Linked DNA regions of Zea mays: all the other regions are linked to region 1. The links are chromatin contacts, called in public Hi-C maps. All regions are on one chromosome and are shown on one strand. Each heading gives the region's core, a stretch centred on a gene start, on an enhancer-like site or on the middle of the called end of the contact. The rest is flanking DNA. Distances are from core to core; before and after follow the strand shown.

What was found. Hi-C and Micro-C count contacts between places; a contact is called where the count stands out from the background.
Region 2: a contact with region 1 is called in a Hi-C map of leaf, with 4 times the contacts expected there. The contact joins the promoter of LOC103652948 here to the enhancer-like site in region 1. A contact is called at or near these places in 4 of 25 Hi-C or Micro-C datasets (leaf and tassel).
Region 3: a contact with region 1 is called in a Hi-C map of tassel, with 4 times the contacts expected there. The contact joins two enhancer-like sites. A contact is called at or near these places in 4 of 25 Hi-C or Micro-C datasets (bundle sheath, ear, leaf and 1 more).

Annotation. Positions count from the first base shown.
Region 1 is chr4:24,442,425-24,445,124 of Zm-B73-REFERENCE-NAM-5.0, forward strand. LOC103652949 (coiled-coil domain-containing protein SCD2) reads left to right here. Exons shown (of 16, transcript XM_020552484.2): 14 at 164-204; 15 at 352-478; 16 at 624-962. The coding sequence ends at 742. Among protein-coding and RNA genes, the nearest start is that of LOC103655158, 8.7 kb to the right of the region's middle. Within about 2 kb of position 1,342, at least 18 of the 20 cell types and tissues checked have an H3K27ac peak or open chromatin away from gene starts, as enhancers often do. A contact at or near this core is called in bundle sheath, ear, leaf and 1 more, where this site is marked.
Region 2 is chr4:24,261,790-24,264,489 of Zm-B73-REFERENCE-NAM-5.0, forward strand. It overlaps LOC103652948 (RNA polymerase II C-terminal domain phosphatase-like 3), which reads left to right and starts at 1,293. Exons shown (of 11, transcript XM_008679934.3): 1 at 1,293-2,359; 2 at 2,451-2,595; 3 at 2,672-2,700. The coding sequence starts at 1,311.
Region 3 is chr4:24,636,780-24,639,479 of Zm-B73-REFERENCE-NAM-5.0, forward strand. No RefSeq gene overlaps it. Among protein-coding and RNA genes, the nearest start is that of LOC100285107, 49 kb to the left of the region's middle. Within about 2 kb of position 1,317, at least 17 of the 20 cell types and tissues checked have an H3K27ac peak or open chromatin away from gene starts, as enhancers often do. A contact at or near this core is called in bundle sheath, ear, leaf and 1 more, where this site is marked.

The sequences.
Region 1 (2,700 bases), core at 92-2,591:
TAATCTCTTTATTTTCTGTAATCATCATATTAGTAGCTAGCTATACGAGAATTATGTTCTTTCAACATTAGTTGGCTGGTTAGCTGTAGTATCACCCAGTGCCATGTTTGTCCTGCTGGGGAACTCTACAAATCCATGACCATACTTAATCTGAGTTGTGCAGACCTAAGCAAGGAGGAGGAAGAAGATGTACAGTTCAAGCAGGTACCGTCCCCGTTCCTTTTTTTTTACTCTGAGACTCTGACTTAAACCAGCAAGTTGGTTAATTCTGTGCGAAGTTACTGATAAAATTCATTATGTAAACGCCAATGTTCTTATGTGGTGGCCGTCAACTCTGGTGCCGCGACCCAGGCTTGGCTCATATTTTTCTGGAGGAGGGCTAAGACCAACAACGTGGAAGAAGATATTGCCGAGGAGCGATTGCACATGTGGATCGATCGACACGGCCAGCAACCAACGTCACATGACGCTGTGGATGGTATAATTTCTTTTCTTCTGACTGCTTTCTTGTAGTATGCTTGAGGCTGTTGCCACACTGAACTTTGAAGAAGCCACGACGGTGATTGCTGGCCGTGAAAATCAGTCCGGAGATGACTTATATACCTTGGGCATTGTTCTCGCAGTTGAGCAAGGCATACACGAGCTGAGGAAGCTTGGCATCGAGCAGCTCCTGTGGGAGCTCTCCCGCCACGAGGCGAACCTTGCCAAAGACAGTCCATCTGATGTCGAGGACCTGACCTAACAGTAACAGCCTGAGCGGACGACGGTGGCCATCTCCCACCCAAATGCAGTCCAGGCTCCAGCCATATATTTGTATATCATACAGATAACTGGGACATGTAAACATTTTTTGTGGTTTTGGTTTTTCAGCTTTGTCACAAACAGTTCACTGACTCTCCCCGATGTACATAACTTCCACCCCCCGCTTTTGTTGTTTGTAAAAGGCAGCTTGAGGTGTGCAACGGAGAGTGTGTTGATGCGCACGGCGAAAAGGCGCGATAGATAGAAGAATGGCTGGTCAGCCGACTCTGCATGTATAGGTACCGTTACACGGCATGCAGTCCAACAACAGAGGAACATGCCATATACATGTCCTGGACTCTGAGTCTGAGGCCACATGAAGGGCATTGAAGCAACACTCGATTTTTCTATCAGCAAGCATCAAGCAATCAGTGAGCGTGTTGTACCAGAGCTAAAAAAAGAAAAACAACCTCTGTTCAAGGAAGAAGAAGAAAACGAACCCGGCAGAAAATAAAAGGCCCAGATAAAACTGAGCCCAACGAGGCCCTCGTCCTGTTTGGCTGTCAGATCATGCAGCCGGCCGCTTGCATACAGGTGCAGTTTTGGGTCCAGCGAGTTTTTAGACCCATCAGACAGCGACGAGCGAGCTGCAACGTTAGGGTATAGCTATTAGCTATACTGTGCAGCACCTATCCAACATTACATGGCGATGCAGACAGTCAAACGCACCTAGAAAATCACGAGAGGCACATCATCTCAGTACTTCGACGTCAATTTGTTTCTGAATCACAGGCGCGCATATATACACAACGTGCGTGTGCATGCCCTTTTCCTGTGCGATCGGTCGACGTCGACGACCGGTCCGATCGATTCTTCAATCTAGCCGCATTAGCAGTGAGCTAAGCCGGCCTAATTCCTCTAGTGTTCAGCTAGCTTGTGACAGCTCTCTTTCACAAGTCAGAACCAAACTGTAGGTCCCAGCTAACTACGTGTCGTTGCTTTCGGCTGGGGTTTTGTATATTCCCGTGCCGTGCGTGTCATGTTCTGCCCGGAAATGTGTGCGTGCATGGCGGATTATTATATATATATATATATATATATATATATATATATATATATATATATATATATATATATATATATATATATATATATATATATATATTAGGAGGCCTGTGTTTCCAATAACTAGAGGAAGCCCAGGTCGGACGGTGCAATCCGGTCGAGCCGGACCACATCCGGACGTCTATAAAACAGGACCCGGAGTGCTAGGGTTCAGTTTTTTACGCTCCACCCCGATTCATTAGCGACGCCGCGTGCGACGATGGCGGTTGCCCCAGAGCGTGCGCCGCGGTGGACCCCCAGCCGGTGGCCGCAACTCCATGACCTCGACGCGCGGTGGCGGAGGTTCCTCGATCCGGAGTAGTGGCGGCGGTTCCCAGGTCTGTGGCGGCGGCTCCCCGATCCAAAGGGCGAGCGACAGCGGGGCCCTTGTGCGGGCAAGCGGCGGCGTCCTCGAGGTCCCGAGGAGGCGGCACTTCCAAGGCCGACGAGCAAGCGACGCCCGTCGACGTGCGAGTAGCGACGGCGACGCATGAGGCGCAATGTTCGAGCGAGCGGTGTCACGGAAGGCCCGAGATGCGCGCAACGATGATCGCGCGTGACATCCTCCGATCCGGCGCAATTTTCTTTTCGATTATTGTGTTTTATGCCTACCACATGTATTATTTACGCCAATGTCACACCCGTTTCCAAAGGGCAGAGCCGGGTGCATAGCATATGTGTGCCAGGATCTATTTCCACACATATGTTGACGTCACAAGTGTAATATATCAAAAGAACAATGCATAAAAGCATAAATAACGAGTATATTAACATATTACACTTCAAACAGACATAATGTCTTAACCTTTATTCATCAAAGTACAGCGAAACATAGACATCCATCCACAGGAAGAT
Region 2 (2,700 bases), core at 43-2,542, 180 kb before region 1:
CTTGGACGTGTTGATATTGTGGAGATACTGCTATTATTGCTACGATGTTGATTAACAACAAACTTAAAAAGCATGAGTAAATATGTTGGTATTGGTATGCAATGACCCATGGCTATTTCCATTATATCATCACACTTTTCTTTTACTTCGTTGCACGTTTAGTGATAATGATATACAATTCTCTACTCACATGTTATCTTATTTAGATATAGTAGATATTCTAATACATAGTGTAGCTTATTTTCCACGGGAGACAATATCCATAGTTCGCGTTGTTGCACACCAACATCGTTGAGAATGATACATGCTCCTAATGGCCTCCGAGAGCGAGTGCTTAATGATGTTCTCTGTTGGAACTACAATCCATGCCAGAATGAATTAGGTAGAGTCAAAACCTAAAAAATTATTTGGGTTAATTATATCCAATATTCCAATGTGGCCGTGCCAATAACGTGACGAGTAATTTTTGGTATAATATTTTTGTGCCTCTATTTACTTGGCATGTGGTTAGTTTGGTTTAGATAAATTTAACAATTTAAATCATATAGAGCATATGGAGCAAATTCTAAACTAATAATCAATAATAACAAGTTTGGTGTAGCTATTTTGCCACCATAGCTCTTCAAACATGGGTAAGAAAGATACACTACTAAAGATGCAACAAATTTACTATCGAGATCGAGTTTCGCTAGAAAACAGACTTTTCTCTATTCCACGAGGACAAAAGAAGTGCCGAGTAGTGTTACACAAGTTCAATCTGAAAAAATAAGTACCCAACATATTCAACAAAGAGAGGGACTTTTTGGTAGGGTTTCTGGCTTTCTGCCCTAGCACCGTAAAACTGTTTTTAATTTCTCTAGAAAATTCATGGTGAGACATGATGTTTCTAAAAGCTGTTTTAGCATCGTTTGTTGTCAAAGTTTTTTTGGTGGAACTAAAATATACTAGTTTCTTCCAATTCTTTGTGTTGTCTTTTTCTTAAAAAATGTTTTCTCAAACCTATAAGGGCTAGTTTGAAAAACTTAAATTCTATCCAGGATTCTCGTGGATTGAGAGAAAAATAAGCTATTTTTCTATTCAATCACCGAGAATTCCGTAGAGAACGTAAGTTTCTAAACTAGCCCTAAAACTGATTTTAAAGCTGAAGCCAACAAAATATCAATTCACTAGGAAAGCACATGACCAAAATGAACTGATAAATGCAAAGCAAAGAGCAAGGGCATAAGCATAATCCAGACCGCAGGACTGGCAGGGGAATATAAGCCAGAGCATGACATCAGCCTAGCCGCGCTGTGCCATGTCGTCCATGTATGTGGCCTTGTATAGACTGTGCAGCCAACGCGAACAGCCCCGGCAAGACGTGTCCGGATCGACACCGTCCAACTCAAACCCCAACGGCCGGATCCGACCCGGCGTGCTCTACATATGCGTCCCGTCACCCCTCTCCTCTTCATCCTCTCTTTTCTTCGCCCAAATCTCGCGTGCTGCCTCCGTCCTGCCCCCAGCGCGTGCGCTCCGATCCGCCGGGTTTCAGCGCTGCGGCTGTCGATTTACGCGATTTGTCTGGCAGAATACAGTTCAGAGCCTCGAGCGCTGCAGATCGAGGACCTGGTCGTCGGATTCGGGCGCCGCGGGTGAGACCTAGGCGCCGGAGTTTTTGTGACGGAGTTTTGGCGTGGTTGGTGGAGGGGGGGAGGAAGGAGCGGTCTCATATGCGCGTGACGGTCACGCCCAAGGACGAGGAAAGGCTGGTTGACTTGATGGCGCGCGAGCAGCCGCGGTCGGCGGTGGTTGCGGCGGGCGGAGATTTGGTCACTGCTGCCGGGGGCGGGGGCGAGGGGTCGGATAGGGACTCTTCGGGGTCCATAGAGGAGATTACGGCTGACGACTTCAAGAAGGACTCGTCGTCGGCGTTGGGCGGCGCGGCGGCGGCGGCGGGGCCGAGATCTAGGTCTTGGGTGGCCCCGCCCGCCGTGGGTTACATGGCCCGGAACTTTCGCTATGCCTTCAATAGCTTTGCGTGGTCGCAGGCCGTGCGGAATAAGCCGCTGGGGCTACAACCGCCTGCCCCAGACGACGACGAGGTGGAGCACGCCGTGGACGTCTCCGACGGAGAGAAGGAAGAGGGCGAGATTGAGGAGGGGGAGGCTGTGGAGGCCTTGGCCTCGCCTGCTCCTGCGCAGCCTGAGACCATCGATTTGGACTCCGACGCCCCGGAGAAGTCAGAGTCGGTGGCTATCGATGGAAGTGCCAGTGTTGTGCCTGTCCCAGCTGCTGAGGAAGAGGAGGTGAACCTTGATCAGCGTGTGGGGAGTATACTGGAGGAGCTCGAGATGGTCTCCATTGAGGAAGCTGAGAAGTATATGGGCATATGCTTCATGTTTTTCCTTGAACAAAGGCTTTGTTTCAGGTGTCTGAGAAAACCAGTTGTAACCGCTGCCATGTTGCAGGTCGTTCGAGGGTGCATGCGCACGACTGCATACCTGCTTCGAGAACCTGAAGCCTCTGTTCCAGGAACTGGAGAACGGGAGCCCGATGGCTATCCTTGAACCCCTCATGCAGCAGGCGTTTATTGGAATTGACACACTCACCACTGTAAGGCCTACATCAAATGTTTGTTGGTTCCCTCCCTTGAAGTAGGGCTGATGCTTGTTGCATTGCATTACTGCAGGTGGCGAATTTGTATAACTTGCCGAGGAG
Region 3 (2,700 bases), core at 67-2,566, 190 kb after region 1:
AAAAAATCAAATTAGATGATGCGTACTGATCAGACATACTGATATATGGCGCGGGCCGGAATCAGCAGGATCGACGACGTCGAAGCAGCGGGGTTGATGATCACCAGAATCAACAGGGTCGACGACGTCAGAAGATCGCGAGCAGACGCGTGAGAACGCTTCCCAAAAACCTTATTCGCACTCTCCCGGTGTGTGGCGGTGGCGGGAGGTGAGAGCGCGAGGTTGAACGAAATATGGAGGCCTAAGCAAACAAACAAACAGTATTCGTTTACGTGTAATGTGATTACAGCTCTACGCAAACAAACAGGTGTAGCCGTATTAGTTACCTATCCATATTGAGGTCGCGTTACAAACAAGAACCAAACACCAAAGTGTTAGCGAGTAGCAATGTGATATACGTATATAGCTGGAAAACCTGGAGCATGGTCTTATGGCGTTGCCGTGAGGAGTTGCGGGATTTGAGGAAACGGCAAGCAATGATGCCGAAGAAAAGCTATGGACGGCGCCGTGGGAGCTAGCGAGCGGCCGAGATGAACACCTGTAAATGCAACGCAGAACAGCACCTGGAAGGGGTACGGTGGGGGCACCAGCACCATGAGAGATCGAGAGCCCGTCGGTTGTGATTCTGATTCACGTTCGTCGGTTCGTATGGAAGCCCAGCTGAGCTGAGCTGAGCTGAGTGAGTGCGATCCAGTTCCAGTTCCAGTCCACTCCATGCCCATCATCCCTCTCAGGCATTGTTCAGTTAAAAGGTGTTCTTCTCGGCCATCGATTATTCCACGGAAGGAAAAGGCTGGCATGGCATGTGATGGGCTGATGGCCGTCTTTCTACACAGCGTTGGACAATGATGGCTGGCCATGAGGTTTTATTACAGGAGTGTCAAGGGAGCAGAGGCAGCAGAAGAGACGGGGGGCCATGGATCATGGCAGCAGCGATGAGCGCGGCGGCCGAGTTCGAGCGAGCTGTGGCCTACGATCCACGCATGAGCGCCATGCCGTTTCCAAGTTCCGGCAGATACGGCGGTGGGTGGGATGCATGCAGAGAGCGAGCCTATTGAATTCGTTGACTCCTCAAAGTCCTCAAGCCACGTGTCGGAATTTGATGCCTCTCGGAGTTTCTGTTCATGCTACAAAAAAAAAAAAGTTTCAAGCAACAGTCTACACCTTTGTTTCGAACGAACGAACTAAGGTAAGAAAGAAAAAAAAACAGGTTTTCTTTTTCATTGATCGGGTGACTCGGGTTGTCGTGTGAGGCCCATCTCGCAGTTGTTGTTGCACCGTAGCTGTTGGCCCGTTGGATATTTCTAACTGGGCCTGTGCACTGCGCCGTGAGGCCCAACTTCTCGCCCTCCCTTTTAACTAGCCAGTCGCCGCCTCGCCGGGCACCTGACCCCTGCTTCTTCCGGCCGGTCCCTGACCCCGATGGTAGCGAATCTGAATGGCCCGACCACCTCAAGTTGTTCTCCACAGTATAGCTTTAACCAATGTTTTATTATTAAAATACACATAAACTCTTAATACATTTATATTTTTTGTAAAAGTACTTTTAAAGGTAAATCGGTACATATGACTATTAGATTTCAAAACGAAATAACAAAATGGTTATTTGTAGTCAGAGTTTTATAAGTTCGACTCAAACCTTATCCAAAACGACTTTTAGTTCGGAACTGGAGGGAGTAGTTTGGTACGTAGGGTGAAAGAAATATGTCATGTTATTTTAGTATAAATGAAGAAATCAAGCAAATAACGTTGAGGTTTTGATATCGATTTCGATATCAATCACAATATGATATCGATTTGCAGTGGAAGCGTATCGTCTTTCTTCGAAGATTCTATTTGTCTTCAATGAAACTACTACATACATAATAATGTTAGAAATTATGTTAGTTTCAAAGATAATAAACTATAGAGTAAACTCCCCTTAAAAGTGTGCTTACAAGTTTTCAATACTTGCAGGAGACATGTACTTTGAACTTTAAGGTCAAGAAACCACTTGAAAGGATAATGTCACGTGAGCATTACCTTAGGTGATACGTAAAGGTAAATTATCTACAATTTAAATTTTGATACATGTAATTCAAAACAATATCAATTAAAAATTTATGGAACTTAAACGAGATACCAATTGAAAACAGAAACATATATCGTTTGTTTAGGAATTTTAAACAACCTATGTGTCATGCTTTATTTAACATTTTAGACTATATAGGTTTTGCTCCAAGAGTATTAGTTTAAATCGAGCAATCCTACCAATAATGTTCCTAGTATATGCATGTTTATCAATTGAAAACAAATAATAATTAAAAGTATATAATATATGATATTCAATTTAATACCAATTTAAGAACATAACAATTAAAAGCAATACTAGGCATAAAGGTAAACTAGATGCTTAAATAAAGATACACATATAAAAAATATGGCATGATAAATCTAGCTACCTAAATATGGGTGGAGAGATTGGGTCCATAATTTTCACTAACCCACTTGGCAATAAACTTGATGTGATATGATGTATCCCATGATACACATCCTAATTTTGCCAAGTCTCCAAATTTTCTAAAGTCTATTGGACTTCTCACTTTCCTCTCGGGACCCAAACTTTTTTTGGTGCTCTTCATGTTTGAAATAAAATACTTCGGCACCCAAATCCGTTTGGCCCCTTTACCTTTGTTGGCTTGCTTGTTGATCTTGATGGAT